Regions from separate parts of the Mus musculus genome. Here regions 1, 2, 3 and 5 are each linked to region 4. Evidence: chromatin contacts called from public HiChIP or PLAC-seq and promoter capture Hi-C data. All regions are on one chromosome and are shown on one strand. Each heading gives the region's core, a stretch centred on a gene start, on an enhancer-like site or on the middle of the called end of the contact. The rest is flanking DNA. Distances are from core to core; before and after follow the strand shown. Region 1 holds the start of Asah1 (N-acylsphingosine amidohydrolase 1). Region 2 overlaps Asah1 (N-acylsphingosine amidohydrolase 1). Region 3 overlaps Mtus1 (mitochondrial tumor suppressor 1). Region 4 holds the start of Cnot7 (CCR4-NOT transcription complex, subunit 7). Region 5 holds the start of Mtus1 (mitochondrial tumor suppressor 1).

Evidence for each region. Promoter capture Hi-C pulls out the DNA fragments that hold promoters and counts their contacts. HiChIP or PLAC-seq counts read pairs in DNA pulled down with a chosen protein or histone mark.
Region 1: a promoter capture Hi-C map of pre-B cells shows a contact between it and region 4. The contact joins the promoter of Asah1 here to the promoter of Cnot7 in region 4. A contact is called at or near these places in 16 of 39 promoter capture datasets (the 3T3-L1 cell line, 3T3-L1-derived adipocytes, the C10 cell line and 10 more), 10 of 115 datasets of contacts at active chromatin or transcription factors (DN3 thymocytes, astrocytes, bone marrow-derived macrophages and 7 more) and 2 of 9 other capture datasets (adipose tissue and liver).
Region 2: a contact with region 4 is called in an HNF4G HiChIP or PLAC-seq map of pancreatic cancer cells. The contact joins the enhancer-like site here to the promoter of Cnot7 in region 4. A contact is called at or near these places in 16 of 39 promoter capture datasets (the 3T3-L1 cell line, 3T3-L1-derived adipocytes, the HPC-7 cell line and 12 more), 4 of 115 datasets of contacts at active chromatin or transcription factors (bone marrow-derived macrophages, extraembryonic endoderm stem cells, pancreatic cancer cells and 1 more) and 2 of 9 other capture datasets (adipose tissue and liver).
Region 3: a contact with region 4 is called in a promoter capture Hi-C map of neutrophils. The contact joins the enhancer-like site here to the promoter of Cnot7 in region 4. A contact is called at or near these places in 20 of 39 promoter capture datasets (the 3T3-L1 cell line, 3T3-L1-derived adipocytes, the C10 cell line and 12 more), 12 of 484 Hi-C or Micro-C datasets (CD4 T cells, cardiomyocytes, cerebral cortex and 9 more), 10 of 115 datasets of contacts at active chromatin or transcription factors (astrocytes, bone marrow-derived macrophages, embryonic forebrain and 5 more) and 4 of 9 other capture datasets (adipose tissue, liver, macrophages and 1 more).
Region 5: an H3K4me3 HiChIP or PLAC-seq map of embryonic stem cells shows a contact between it and region 4, with 9 read pairs. The contact joins the promoter of Mtus1 here to the promoter of Cnot7 in region 4. A contact is called at or near these places in 9 of 39 promoter capture datasets (the 3T3-L1 cell line, 3T3-L1-derived adipocytes, cranial neural crest and 5 more), 2 of 484 Hi-C or Micro-C datasets (embryonic stem cells and uterus), 4 of 115 datasets of contacts at active chromatin or transcription factors (bone marrow-derived macrophages, embryonic stem cells and pancreatic cancer cells) and 1 of 9 other capture datasets (adipose tissue).

Annotation. Positions count from the first base shown.
Region 1 is chr8:41,373,307-41,376,006 of GRCm38.p6, reverse strand. It overlaps Asah1 (N-acylsphingosine amidohydrolase 1), which reads left to right and starts at 1,310. Exons shown (of 14, transcript NM_019734.3): 1 at 1,310-1,497. The coding sequence starts at 1,423.
Region 2 is chr8:41,347,294-41,349,993 of GRCm38.p6, reverse strand. It overlaps Asah1 (N-acylsphingosine amidohydrolase 1), which reads left to right. Exons shown (of 14, transcript NM_019734.3): 6 at 370-444; 7 at 1,861-1,906. Among named protein-coding and RNA genes, the nearest start is that of Asah1, 26 kb to the left of the region's middle. Within about 2 kb of position 1,388, at least 56 of the 459 cell types and tissues checked have an H3K27ac peak or open chromatin away from gene starts, as enhancers often do. A contact at or near this core is called in embryonic stem cells, extraembryonic endoderm stem cells, pancreatic cancer cells and 2 more, where this site is marked.
Region 3 is chr8:41,045,779-41,048,478 of GRCm38.p6, reverse strand. Mtus1 (mitochondrial tumor suppressor 1) reads left to right here. Exons shown (of 14, transcript NM_001005863.2): 5 at 393-431. Among named protein-coding and RNA genes, the nearest start is that of Gm16193, 5.9 kb to the left of the region's middle. Within about 2 kb of position 1,313, at least 26 of the 459 cell types and tissues checked have an H3K27ac peak or open chromatin away from gene starts, as enhancers often do. A contact at or near this core is called in bone marrow-derived macrophages, granulocyte-monocyte progenitors, hematopoietic stem and progenitor cells and 3 more, where this site is marked.
Region 4 is chr8:40,510,468-40,513,167 of GRCm38.p6, reverse strand. It overlaps Cnot7 (CCR4-NOT transcription complex, subunit 7), which reads left to right and starts at 1,414. Exons shown (of 7, transcript NM_011135.5): 1 at 1,414-1,628. It overlaps Vps37a (vacuolar protein sorting 37A), which reads right to left and starts at 1,385. Exons shown (of 12, transcript NM_033560.3): 1 at 935-1,385. The coding sequence starts at 1,059.
Region 5 is chr8:41,132,343-41,135,042 of GRCm38.p6, reverse strand. It overlaps Mtus1 (mitochondrial tumor suppressor 1), which reads left to right and starts at 1,317. Exons shown (of 14, transcript NM_001005863.2): 1 at 1,317-1,562.

The DNA.
Region 1 (2,700 bases), core at 61-2,560, 860 kb before region 4:
TGCTGTCTAAAACAGTCCTCAGTGTCCCCCTTCAAAAAGTAAGTATTTTCCAATCTTGCTTACCTAAGTAAGATTTCTTTTTTTGTTTGTTTGTTTTTTTTTGTTTTGTTTTGTTGTTGTTGTTGTTGTTTTTTTTTTTTTTTTGAGACAGGGTTTCTCTGTATAGTCTTGGCTGTCCTGGAACTCAATTTGTAGACCAGGCTGGCCTTGAACTCAGAAATCCGCCTGTCTCTGCCTCCCAAGTGCTGAGATTAAAGGCACGCGCCACCACCGCCCGGCCCTCTAAGTGTTTCTTAATCCTGTGTTGTGTATCAACATCTAAACTTCCTCAAAAACAAACAAACAAAAAACAAACAAACAAAAGCCAACTTATTTATCATTTGCCTCCAAATTTAGGTGTTTTTTACACCAAAAAGGAAAAATACTCGGATCCCCAGCACAGGAGTCGGGGGTGAGAATTAAAATAGGATTTTAATGGTCCTGAGTGAGTTTTATAGAAGCATTTTTTTAAAAGCCTCCAAACTTCTTGAGATGCCTGTCGTCGAAGCAGAAAATGTAAATCTAGAGGCATTTTTTTCCTGTTGGATTCTAGATAACTCATCCTATTATGGAGAGCCTTGTCCAAGGTAAAAGCCAAGCAAGTATTTCACTTTTATCTGCTTTTCAAAGTAGACTATGAAGTACCAAGTACCTGTCCTAGGTTTAGGTCCGCTGGACCAACTGGCTTCTCACGAGCTAAAGGAAAACAGGAGTTGAGTAACGCGGCGACAAATACATCGATGAAGGTCCCACCCCTTCAACCTCTCCAACCCCGGACATAACAGCAAGAAACTAAAATCTAAATCCTAGGATTTAGCAGTGCCTTAAGTACCTAGAGTACCCGAGAGATGAAACTTCTGACCCTGACACTTGTCCTCTCTGGTTGTGATCCCTCGGGCAGGATGGATGGATTGAGTGACTCACTTGGAGCCAGCCTTCCCCAGAAGGCAAACTAGGTCTGACGCTATGCTCTGAAACTCTGTCCCTTTGGTGGGCTCAGGAACCGCGACGCCTAGGAGCCAACCTCTCCCGAGTCAGTCGGCGTCCGCCCTCAGAAATCCTCCAGCACCAGCGTCTTGCCCCGGCCCCCGCGCTCCAAACGAGTGAAGGCCAGAGGAAAACTGGAAGTCCCGCCCCGGGGTGCGGCTAAGGCTGGACGAAACCACTGCGTGGCGTGCTGGGGGCGCAGCCCCTCTCGGCCCTGTGCGCGGACTCCGCTCTAGGGACTCGGCCCGGCGCCTCTATCTCTGGCGTGTCCCCTGCCGTGCATGGTGTGGCCCAGGGTCGCTGATCACGCGTTGGGGTGCGGCCTGCTGCTGGTGGAGGTGGTCCCTGCTGCAGCTGCTGCTAGAGTCCCTCGGAGCGGCGCTTGCAGCTGGGAAGATGCGGGGCCAAAGTCTTCTCACCTGGGTCCTAGCCGCGGCAGTCACCTGCGCCCAGGCACAGGATGTGCCGCCGGTGGGTGAGCTCCAGCCGAGGCACAGATGGGGGTGCAGGCGCGGGCTCAGGGGGAGGTGGGCGCAGCTGTGGCGGGGCGGGTGAGGGACACCTGCTCGCGGTCTGTATCTTCCGTGAGGCGTCGGGGGAACTCTGGTTCGGTCCCGCGGAGTATGGGTGCAAATGTGGCTTGTGAACCCCGGGCTAAGTGGCTTTGCTGCTGTATGGACCGAGTACACATTTTAGGGAAGTTCTAACTTTCAAGAACAACTGTGTAGGATTCACGCATTCTCCAATCTTATATTTGAGATTACCAGCTACTGTAGGCGGAACTCTCCAGAGAAAAAGCTAACGATTGACTGGTGGCCGTAGTATTTTCTGCCTGGTTACCTAGTGCTTTTTCCTGAAGAAACCATCGCAGGAAGCTATGGGTCACATGCAGTCTTAGCCCAGATGATGGGAACCCACCCCCACCCCGCCCCCCTAAGAAGGCTGTACTGGCTGTGGCCTTCACGCCCAGGCATGGAATGTCTGTCTGTACCGTGGTGCTGCTCGACCAAGTCACAATGCCACAGACTTTATATATCCGCAAGAGACTGTGAGGAACTAACATGATTCTTGTATTTACTAGAAGAGGAAGTATAGCCCTGGAGTGAAAAATGTAGCCAGAGGTCACATCGTTGTTCCCAGAAACATTTCTAAGTTCAGCCTCTAGGTCAAAGCCCGACAGCGACATTTCATAGATCGATTCTATAAAGGCTATAGAATTGAAGACTGTTTTGTTGCCAGATTTGATAACTAGGAACCTGGATGCACCTTACCTGTGCCAGATGACAAGAATTTTGAAAAGAGGCAAGACATTGGAAATGGGAGCAGCAGGAGTTCTTTTAATTTTATTCCTAGAAGGAGAAATGCTTTTTTGAATTTGAGAGAGAGAGAGAGAGAGAGAAAATTAGCCAGCCACTAGAATAGATACTTAGTAGATAAAAGTAGAATGCACATCAGGGCAGAGGGTGGCACACGCCTTTAAATCCCAGCACTTGGGAGATAGAGGTAGGCGAATGTTCTAGGACAACAATGGACACAGAGAAACCTTGTCTGAAAAACACCACACAACACAAAGTAGAATGCAGAATGGTATACAGAGTAATTTCAGTGACCAAAACCCACATAGTATGTACAAAAGATTGAAGGAAGAGCAAAACGTTTGCTCTAGTGTAGATA
Region 2 (2,700 bases), core at 139-2,638, 840 kb before region 4:
AACCAAAAGCAACAACAGCAAAATCTAACTGAAAAACAATTTTAAAAAATAAAATACTGGAAATATATACTTGTCATCTACATGAGAAGAAAGTCTTATATAAAGAGTTATCACAAGTAATTACCAAATATAAATAACTCTAGAGAAAAATAGATTAATAGTTCATGATAATACTGAGATTCATCAAAACATAAATAAACTGAGAATAAGCTAGGCTGAGGTCAAAATGCAGGCTAAGCACAGAATGTTAGCATTTAACAAGACAGAAGCATGCCGCACACCTTCAGATTCAAAGGTGAATGGCGTTTTCCTTTAATGTCATGGTTGTTAACATCAGCAAAACCTTTCCCTGGTTTTTCTCCCCCACAGGAGAGATTATTTCATTCAACATTTTCTATGAATTGTTTACCATGTGTACATCAATCATAACTGAAGATGAGAAAGGTAATCTGCAGAGAACATCATACAATGTACTTTTTAGAATAAGTTAGAACATGTGCTAAGTAGGCTTGCTATTTCAATTGTGTGTCTGTTATATATCATTTAGTATATCCTGGTAAATTCTTATAAGTGCATTGAAAATTAGTCTTATTTTAAGATTACTATAATGCTTATTAAACTTTAAATGAGACGTGGAAAATGTGGAAGAAGTGTTCTAGACCAGAAGCATTCTTTGTAAAAGAGATCATGTTAAGTGTCTGAGTGTTTGCTTTAATGTGTTGACTGTGTACCATGCGCATGTCTGGCACTCCAGGAGGCTGCAGAGGGCATCTGATCCCTCCCAACTGCAGCTACAGACACTTACAAACTGCCAAGTGCCTGCTGGGAACTAAACCTGTGCTGTCACTAAGAGCAGCACGTGCCCTTAACCACCGAGGCATGCCTCCAGCCCCTCAGAAACTTTTGTGTTTTCTGCATATCTGCATAGTCCCTTTATCCCCACCTGTATAACTGAGTAGAAGGAAGTGTTCACCAGGGGCCTCTGCTACCCGCGCTGAGGCAGTGTCTTGGTCACTATTCAATCTGTGAAAAGACCATGGCCAAGATAGCTCTTATGAAATAAATATTTAATTGGGACTTGTTTCTGCTTTCAGAGGCTTAGTCCATTATCATCATCATGCTTAGCAGCAGGCAGGAAGCCATGGTGCTGGAGAAACAAACCCCTGAGAGCCTCACTGATCTCTAGGCCGAAGGGAGGGGGGAGAACAGGAACCTGGCCTTGGTGCGGGCTTTTTGAAAACTCAAAGCCCATCCCCAATGACACACTTCCGCCAACAAGGCCACACCTAATACTTCTCAAATAGTGCCACTCCCTGATGACTAAGCATCCAAATACTTGGGCCTGTGGAGGCCATTCTCATCCAAGCCACCTCAGGCAGTGACAGAGGTTTTTCTGGAGTCCCAGAACAAACACTCTCATAGTTTCTTAGTCAGCAAGCACTGTGTGTGAGAGCTTCACTTTCCTAGATTTTCCTGGCTGGACACCAAGACACATGACCCTGGCTATTGACTTACACCTAAGACTTGAGATGTCCATTTGTAGGTGGCAATCAAGGAACTGGGTAAGTCGTATTATGAGGTTATGTCCTGGCAGAATTGCTTTGCAGTTGTTCAAGGAATAACCATTGATTTGTTTCCATATCTGAGTCAGATTTTAGATACTGTGATATCTAACGTGTGCTTGTAACACCAGTTTGAACTTGTTAAGGCTTTTTCCTGGCAGCCAGGGTTCTTAATTATTATACATTGCTTGGTAAAACAGTTTTGAATGTGAATATTCACAGCTGCCTATGTCCATGTATTAAGAATCCATTGTATTTTAACTGTGGATTCATGTCTCTCTCACTTTCTTCTTAAAAGGTCATTTACTACATGGGAGAAACATGGATTTTGGAATATTTCTTGGGTAAGTAAGCAACTTGACCTACTTTTACTACCTTAGAAGAGTAGATGATAGAATTACCTTGATGAAAAGTAAACGCCCCTCATGCGCAGAGGAGAGCCGTGGGTGAGGATGACGGGATTCCTTAGTGTTAGAAAGGCAGGCACCTGGGGCGTCTCAGTCACTTAGGAGGCGTATCGCAAGAGTTGCACGCAGTGGACAGGAATTTGGACCATGCTTGAGGGCGCAGATCCTTATTTTCATTTATTGCTGAAGTCTGCCATCTCGGCCTTTATGAAAACATGATGGCTTTCTAATAGAGATCGTCATCTGAATCTAGGTCTCGCTGTTGATGTGACCAGAATTAGTCAGCTTTTCTGAGCATCAAGTTTTAGCCCCTGGAAAAAGGATGAAGCCACCCTGTTTTTGGATGAAGAAATGTTTATTCTGGCTTACAGTTCATAGGTTTCAGTCCATGGTCAGCTGGCTCTTCTGTTTCTAAGGCTAATAAGGCCTCAGAGCATCGTGTTGGTTGGAGCAGGTATCAGAGGAGGCTGTTTACCTCGTCGAGAGAGGAGTGCAGTAAAGACAGTGTAGCCTCCGAGGGTATACATCCGAGGGTATCCATCCAGGACCCTGCTTCCTTCATACGGGACCCAGCTCCTAAGTTGGCATTATCTCCCAATAATCTCTCAGCTTATTAACCCATCAGTAGATTAATCTAATCACTCCCTAAAGCCTTACCTCTGAACATCAGTTCACTGAGGACTGGGCCTGTAACATTTCAAATCCACCATAGTACACTCAAGGCTCTGTTA
Region 3 (2,700 bases), core at 64-2,563, 540 kb before region 4:
GTTCAATGGTGGAGTTTTCTCCCCAATCTGTGGGCCCTGGATTCAGACACTAGAATAAACAATAAATAAATTAATTAAAATTTAAAATGAGCTTTAATTGCCCTCGACTACAAAATATACCACGCTTTGTCTTTTTAAAATTGATGCTGTGTTTTGATGATTAATTCTTACCAGTCTTACTACGAATTAGATACTATATTGTCTATATTTGAAAAAGTGTACTTGATCAAGTTGTTTATATGTTGGAATTTTCTCAGTGGATAGCTGTAACCTAAAATTTAGAGGTTAAAGGAGGGCTTTTAGAAAATGAAATCACTGCTATTTACAAGATAACTAGAGATTTGCCTAGCATTTCCAATAAAGTGTGTGTTTATATTTCTGTCCCATTCTAGGTCCTTCAAGGAAGAGTCTGTTTACAGCTTTTAATTCAGGTAAGTGGCCACTTTATGAATATATTAAAATATTTTTATTTGAAAAGTAATGATTAAACATACTGAAATTTATTTGTAATTACTTTTGCTGGTATAGTTCTAAGTCGAAATTCAGGATTTAAGGTGTAACTAGCTGCTATGACATGGGCATTTGGGCAGCATGATTTGTTGAGCCATCTAACACAGAGGATGACATCTTGTTATACAGATCAAATTAACTTAAACTGATTTTTAAAATATGGTTCATGTGAAATAAAACTGGATACTTCTCCAAATGTGTTATTTTAAATCAGATCATCTTTAATTGTAAAATGGTCTTAAGGTATAACTTTTAACTTCTTGTACTAACTCAACAGTTAGTTCTATGTTTCTGACTTCCCCCATACACATTCTTGGTCGGACATTTCTAAGACAGCCTATAACTTAAAGCCATTCAACTACACTGTCTAATACTTCCTTTGGGGGATCTAAAGATCTTGTAAAATGTATTCATTGACGTTTCTCTGTATGACACGCAGGACTGTATGCAGCCAGCCATGCACTGCCTACAGGTTCTCATTTTTTATTACAGTGCTAGTATAAGTCACATGGCTCCCATTGCACATCACAGCAGAAAGCCAGAAAAAAGAAAGGCCACGTTACAGCGTGTAAAGTCTCTGTTATACAGGATCTCACATTGTCAGCACAGAATTCAACCATGAGCTGTGGGTTCCTACCCGGCTGTACGCATGTCAGTTAGTTTCACAACTCAAGGTGGGCCTGGAATTAGTTTGAGCCTACTGAGGAAAACTTCCCCTGTGTGGCTTTTGAAGCAACCCTGCTTGGAACTATTGACATTCCTTTTTGTTACATGCCGTGGAGTGATCAGCTTTAATGGGTCACCCAGTGTAAGTGTGATAGCATTGAGCCTCTTGGCTATTCGAGTTGGTTCTCTGTCACATTCACAGTGATTGCATTATGAGTTGTTTTGCAATCATTTCTGTCAACGTTTGCGAAGTTTTCTTGTGACGGCTACTTCAGAGTGGAGCGCACATGCGTTGTATAGTTGCTTGGATAATCATATTATTTTCAAAAAGCTTCATACTAGTTTCTGATATGATCCACAATATAGAAGCACTGGCCATATGCTGGCCAATCGCTGATTGATTGATTGATTGATTGATTGATTGATTGATTTTTAAGATATTTTATGTATTTTATTTAATGTTGTAAAGACTATTTTTTTTAATGTGTGTTTTGCCTGAATGTCTGCCAGTGTACCACATGCATTCAGTACCCTGGAAGGCCAAAGAACAGTGTCACATCCCCTGGATCTGAAGTTAGTTGTGAGCTCCCATGTAGGTTCTGGGAACTGAACCCTGTTCCCCAGTAATGCGTTTAATCTGTGAGCCATCTCTCCAGCCCCTGATTGAGGGGTTTTTTTTTTTTTTCGGGAGTGGGTGAGGGGGGAGTGTATGAAATAATATTTGAAAATTTCCATCATTATTTTAGTTTAACAGTTATTGTAAAGAAATTCTGTTACCTCCGAAGACAATGAAGAAGCTGTGACCTTGTGCGGCTCGGACGTTGGTGTAAATCTTGATTCTCCTCCTCTCTATTTCCGTCCTGACCTCTGGCTACTTGCTAAGCCTCTCCAGGGCTTGAGTTTCTCGTCTGGCTGCACGGGAATGTTCAGGAGATAAATCCCAGTGTGGGAATGGGTTTGACCGTGTAGACTATTTTCATCCCTAGCTCTCACATGGTAGCTGCCCCTGCTGCTACTGCTATCGAGGCTAACAGTACTTCTTGTTGATCGCTTTTCATGGCTTTACATTGAAGGCGCCTCCCCAATCCCACCCTGATGTGTTCTAGGAAACCCTCAAAGCAAGTGGGGAAACCCACTGAGGCTATGAACCACCTTCCAGAGGTCTAGCCGGTGTGGTTTATTTAAAGGGTATTACACTATGGAATTCTAGGCAACACTGGCTCTAAATAAAACGTGCCTGCTGTTTATGAGGAAGTTGTCATACCCACAGCATTTACCGTGGCTCCGACACTCATAGTTGCTCTTGGGGATATCTCAGGCATCCCAAGTTGTGTTTACCCAGTCCGTGGACTCCTTTATAGATCATCCCTGCCAGGTGCCATGGTGTCTGCCCTGGGAGCAGGAACACACCTGCTCCATCTGTGCCATTTCATAAACATGGCCTGGGGTCGTGTGGCTTTCTACATCTCCTTTCTCCAATGTCGGGAGGTGGTTGAGAGCTGCAGACCTACTCTGGGGAGGAGA
Region 4 (2,700 bases), core at 165-2,664:
GGTGTGTTCAATAACTTGATGTTATTATCTCATGGATGTGTGAGTAGGTATGTATACATACATAATTATATTGTATAACATATTATAATGTGTATAATGTGACAAGGTTTTTGAAAGTCTAGAGTTTAATCATGTTGATCTCTAATATGCTTTATAAAATGTGCTGTGAAGCTGTTAGTTAATTGTAAAATCCATATATCGCAAAGCAGCTCTAATATTTGAAAGCCTGTAGCAGCCACGGACATATCTAATTTAAAAAAAAGACTGCAGCAAACAATTTTATATTTAAGAAAAAAAGTCGAAATAATCTGATTTCCTGTATTTCTAGTTTGACTACAATACAACAAGCAAACTCAAAAGACAACAGATAATGCAGATGGTTGTCTGGCAAGTCCTAAGTGTGGAGCCAAATAGAAGAAAGTGAGAAGTCTAAAGACTCTAACAATTACAAGACAGAAAGAGGTTATTGGAACAGGGTGAGCTTTAATTACAGACTCAAAAGGATTGTCACCAGGACAGAGTTAACTAAAAACACTGGCTTCCCTTTTCTTTGACGTTGCAACAGTTTAAATTTTCAGTTCATAAAACTGTTGGGAATTATCTTTCCAACTGTCTCTTAGCATGTTAACAATTCGAAGGCAATGCTACAATCAGGTAGATCAAAAGGAAAATTAGCGTGTGAGCTAGGGGTGCTGTATACAGATTAAAGAGAGATGACTCCGTTTGTCAGTGGAGATGAGCCAAGTCAAGAGAGGAGCTGAACAGCGGTGGGGCACCAGGGACACAAACTAGGGAAGCAAGCGCTTAACCCCACTGGAAGACCCATCAACAGGAGGCAGCTGATGGAGCGGCCTACGGATTCGCACACGGTGTGTTTGCAAGCAGCCCGCCCTCCCGTCCTACTTTACCCTGGGCCGAAGCCACCAGTCGTCACCTGGAATGGGAGTTCCGGAGTGACTCGATCAGCCGCTGCTTCTGCTGCTGGAGACTGGTGAGGCCGGCAGGGGACCCAGCCGCGGAGGATGACGCGCTCTTCGCCAGGGGAAAGAGCCAGCTCATCCTCCTCGGGTCCCCGGGCCCGAGGCCCTACAAGGTTCTGGCCTGCTGCTCCTCGCTTAGCCCAGTGCTTCCCGGGCGATCGAGCACGGCCCGGACGGGGTGCCCAGGGGCCGCGCCGTCTCCCACACGCCGCGCTCGTGAGTCCCTGGCCCCGGGGGTCCGAGCTACCACTGCGGGCGGCTGGAGAAGGGCGACTCGTCGGCTGGACGGAACCCCGGTGTGCTCCGGGCCACCACCACCCCGGGGTCAGTTAGCTAGGCCTGGTCGCCTTGCCGGCTCAGCTGCTCCAACGCCGGGGCGTTCGTCACCTGCCCGCCCCGCCTCCTGAGGGAGGGCCCCGCCCACCCGGCGCCCGGCGTCATCAGGCCGCGCCCTCGGCGGGACGTGCGAGGAGCGACGTCGCCGCGCTGGGCCGAGCGCCGCTCCAGCTCCCCTTTCCCCCTTTCGCAGGGCGAGAGGCGTCTATGGGGCTCCCGCCGCCGCCGCCGGTACCGCCACCGCCACCGCCGCCGCCGGGTGCTAGCTCTATGGCGAGGAGGAGGAGGAGGAGCGCGAGCTCAGAGACCCAAGTAGATCCGGCGGGGGCCCGGGCGTGCTGGGGCGCCTTGGGAAAAGGGGCTGGGAGTGGGGAGCCCGAGATTGGCGCGCGCGATGGCGCCCGCCTAAGCGTGGCTGTGTGGGACGGAACTGGCGGAGGCGGGGAGCCCGGGGGGACGGCGGTGCTAACGGGCGGGGGGCGGGTGGGGGCTGTCAGGGGCGCGGCGCGCAGTGATGACGCCACCGCTTTGTACCTGGGACTTCGTTGTGGGAAGGAAATTGCGAGTGGAGGGCGGTGGCCTACTTGGGGCCCCGGTGGCTTTCGTCCTCGGCAGTGGTTTTTGGGGGTAGTCGGTCTGGCTCTAGGCCATGCGAATAGGCACCCTGCTCCTGGCCGGCGGCCAGCCGAGCGACTTATCCTTGACATGAAGGCGGCCGTGCTCTCTCCACGTTGCTCGCCCACGGAGGACGCGCGACCTCAGGGATGAGAAGGCCTTGGCTGCCCCTTGGAGGGACCCCTGAGACCGCAGTAGAGAAGAGCGGGTGGAGGAAAGCAGGGTTAAAGTACAGTGTGTCGGTAGAGCGCGTGTAGGGACCGGTGTGAGGACGGAGGGGAGGAAGAAAGAAGGCGTGCCCTGCATCACCTTTTGTTTTCTCCAGCGTACATTTAGGAGTTTGGGACACCAGGCCACCCTCTTTTAACTCGCTGGTTTTGTCGGGGGTTATTGTGTGTTTGGTCCCTGTCCGTCTGATTAATTATCTTACCATTGTATACCGTGAACCTTGTGTGGATGGCAGAGACGTGAGGTCTCTCTTGGGTTGCCAGTTTTTGAAATTAGAAATTTTTAAATGTACACATTTCATTGCCTGCCTGCCTACCTGCTTGCTTGCTTTCTTTCTTTCTTTCTTTCTTTCTCCCTCCCGCTATATTTGTTTCTGAGATTGCCTAATGGCTTTTCAAAACATTTTTAAGAAAAATGTTTCCTCTGCTCTGCTTTGAATGAGTAAGATTTTTAAATGTTTTGTTAGAAGAATAAAAGCAAGCATTCTGTTATGAAACGTTTGATTTTGTTGATTTTTTTTTTTTTTTTTGGCTTGAAATGG
Region 5 (2,700 bases), core at 68-2,567, 620 kb before region 4:
AGGGAAAAAAAGGGGGAGTCGGGCCTGCTCGGCTGGGTTTGTGCCTGCCTTGGCTGCCCTCACAGTGTGACCATGTGCAAGTCACTTGGCTTTTCTGAGCTTCGGTTGCCTCACTCAAATAATAGAGATAATAATCTAACCTATTTACAGCAGGGTCTACTTGTGAGCGAAGAATGGATCATTGTTCACGTGAAAGCACTTAAAGCTATAAACAGCAAAGCTATTAGATCATCCAGCATTCGTGGTATAGGCAACCTCTGAAATGCTGCTTCTGCTCCCTCACCCCCACCCCCGTCCCCCGCCTCTGCGCTCCAAGAAATGTACTGAAAATGCTTTTTCAGCAATCCCAGGCCACGTAGTTTTATATATGTATACACACATGCATACATTAAACTTAGAGTTCTGGGTTGTCTGACATGTTCAGGAATGTTTTTATCTGTTACAAGCAGGCTATCAATCTTTAGGGAAAAAACCTTATATTAAAATATGCTTAGTGGAGGCTGAAATTTCCTCAGTTTGATTCAAGAACAAGGACTTTGGCTTTCAAGTGGCCAGACCTAGCTTCTCTTCCTAGCTTCTCCCACTACCCCAACCCCACCCCCATCTGAACTTCTAACAGTCGGAGTGCTGGTTTCTTTAATCTTTAATAGGTGCTCGCTAGTAATCTGCTCGGAAGTCTGAAGACAATATAGGGCGCAGGTGGGACTCTCCGAGAACAATCAGTGCTGCTTCCTTATAAACCCTTACGCTGATAAGCCTGCAACTTCCCCACCTCCCAACTCCAAAGCCCTTCGCGGGACAGGGAATTCTGGCTGCGAGGGGACCCAGGAGGAGCCAATCCTCCCTCTGGCTAGCTAGCCTGTCCGACGGTCCTGGGGCCCCAAAGTTGGGCTTGGCAGAGCTTAGCTTTCCCACCAGGACGTGAATGGTTTGGGGTCGCGCGGGACAGCCAGCCAAGCGCGCAGTCAGCAGCGGTGGCTTTGCGACACACGTGGCAACAGGTGCAGCGCGATCCAGGACGTACGCCCGGGGCTTGTGGCTTATGTTGACGTTTAGCCAGGGAGCCCGACCCGGCTGGCGACCGTAGTGGAGCTCCGCGGGAGTCATCGTGCCTCAAGGAACCCCTGCTCGTCTCTCAGGTTAGTTTTTTTGGGGGGCACTGCCCCTTCTGCCCCCCTCTCCCCCCCGCAACCTGGCCTTTGTCTGGGCTCTAGGAGCCGCCGCGGGCGAGGGGCGAGGCCACCCAGCCCAGGATCCTCCGCCTTCGCTCCTCCCCCTGGCGGCCCGGGGCGGGGAGGCTGGGACGCCCGGGCTCCGGGTTCCCGGTTCCCGCCTGGCCGCCAGGGTGCTGGTGCGGGTTGGGGTCGATCTGCAAGCCCCAGGTACAGACGTCTCCAAGGCAGGACCCGCCGAGGGTGCAGAACGCCGTGGCTCCCCCCAGGGCTGGCTCCCCGGCTCTGCGGGCAAGCGCGGAGTGGATCCCATTCCGTCGCCCATCCCGGCCGCGGTGGGGACCTCCGGAGAACGAGGAGCTGGGGAGCGGCGACTGCAACGCACTCACGGTGACCGGACTGGCTTTCCGGGGAGGGGGGCGGGTGTCCTAGTGGGTTTCAAAGTAGGAGGAGTGGGGAGGCTGAGCTCACGTGGGACCCGCGGGGCTCCTGCAGGACAGCGGGCTGCAGTTGCTGTCACCTTGAAAGTGACCGAGGCGGTGGGTTTATTGTGGATAAAGGACAACTGTCAAGTTTGCATCCTCGGTGGAAAGCCGCCCACCAAGCGCTGGATTCTGGCTCTGGACCTGGCAGCCTCAGGCTTCCGGCTGGGCGACTTGCCGGGGTCCATTCCCACTAAGCAGTCAGGGCAGAAAATATGGGAGAAAGGGAATTAGTGCAGTTCCCCAGGTCCTCATGCGGGTTTTACTCCCTGCAGCCTGCGGGTTCTTACAAACTCTAAGGGAAAGCCCACGTTGAGGGTCGCCGTATTGATTACTCAATAGAGGACTTAGCTCGAATTTCCGCGAAGTCTTTGCGCCCCCCCCCCCAACTAGGGTGATCTGTTCACTTTTCACTTGTAAAAGTGACACATTGAATTGTAAACATAGCTTGCATACTGGCACTCACTCTGCAAAATGCTACTTTTAAATTGTCTTGTGTTCTACCAGAGGAAATCCAGTGTATTTTGTTTGTCTTAAAACCAGAGTCTTAGGCAAAACAGGAGGAAAGCGAGCTTTCATGTTCTGCCAGGTGATTGGAGTTCAATCAAGGTATCAAATCACAGCGCGGTGGGGGTGGGAGTGGATTCCGGGGATCCGGAGACAACTTGTGGGAGGGCAAAAAAGAGGTGGGGTCGGGCCCCCGCTAAACATATGACCTCTGTAAGGAATGTTTTACAAATAGGTTATCAGTTTAAATAGTTCATCCCCGTTCTCTCCAGCAATCCCTTTAGGGCAATCTGTACTCTGTTGTGTGGGTGTGTTTAAACTTCTTGTTTACAGATTTATTTCTCAAGAACTGTATCGATAAGAAAAGTTATGCAAGAAAACCTGTTCCTGCCCTGTTTTTTTAAAAAAGGCATAGAATTTAGTTTAAAATACTTTTAAAATGTTGTATCGATCTTCACCTGAACCCTCTCTCCACTGCCCCGGCCCCCCCCCCCCGTGACCCACCCCCTTGTTCAATGGATGGAGCGAAGAGTTTTGTA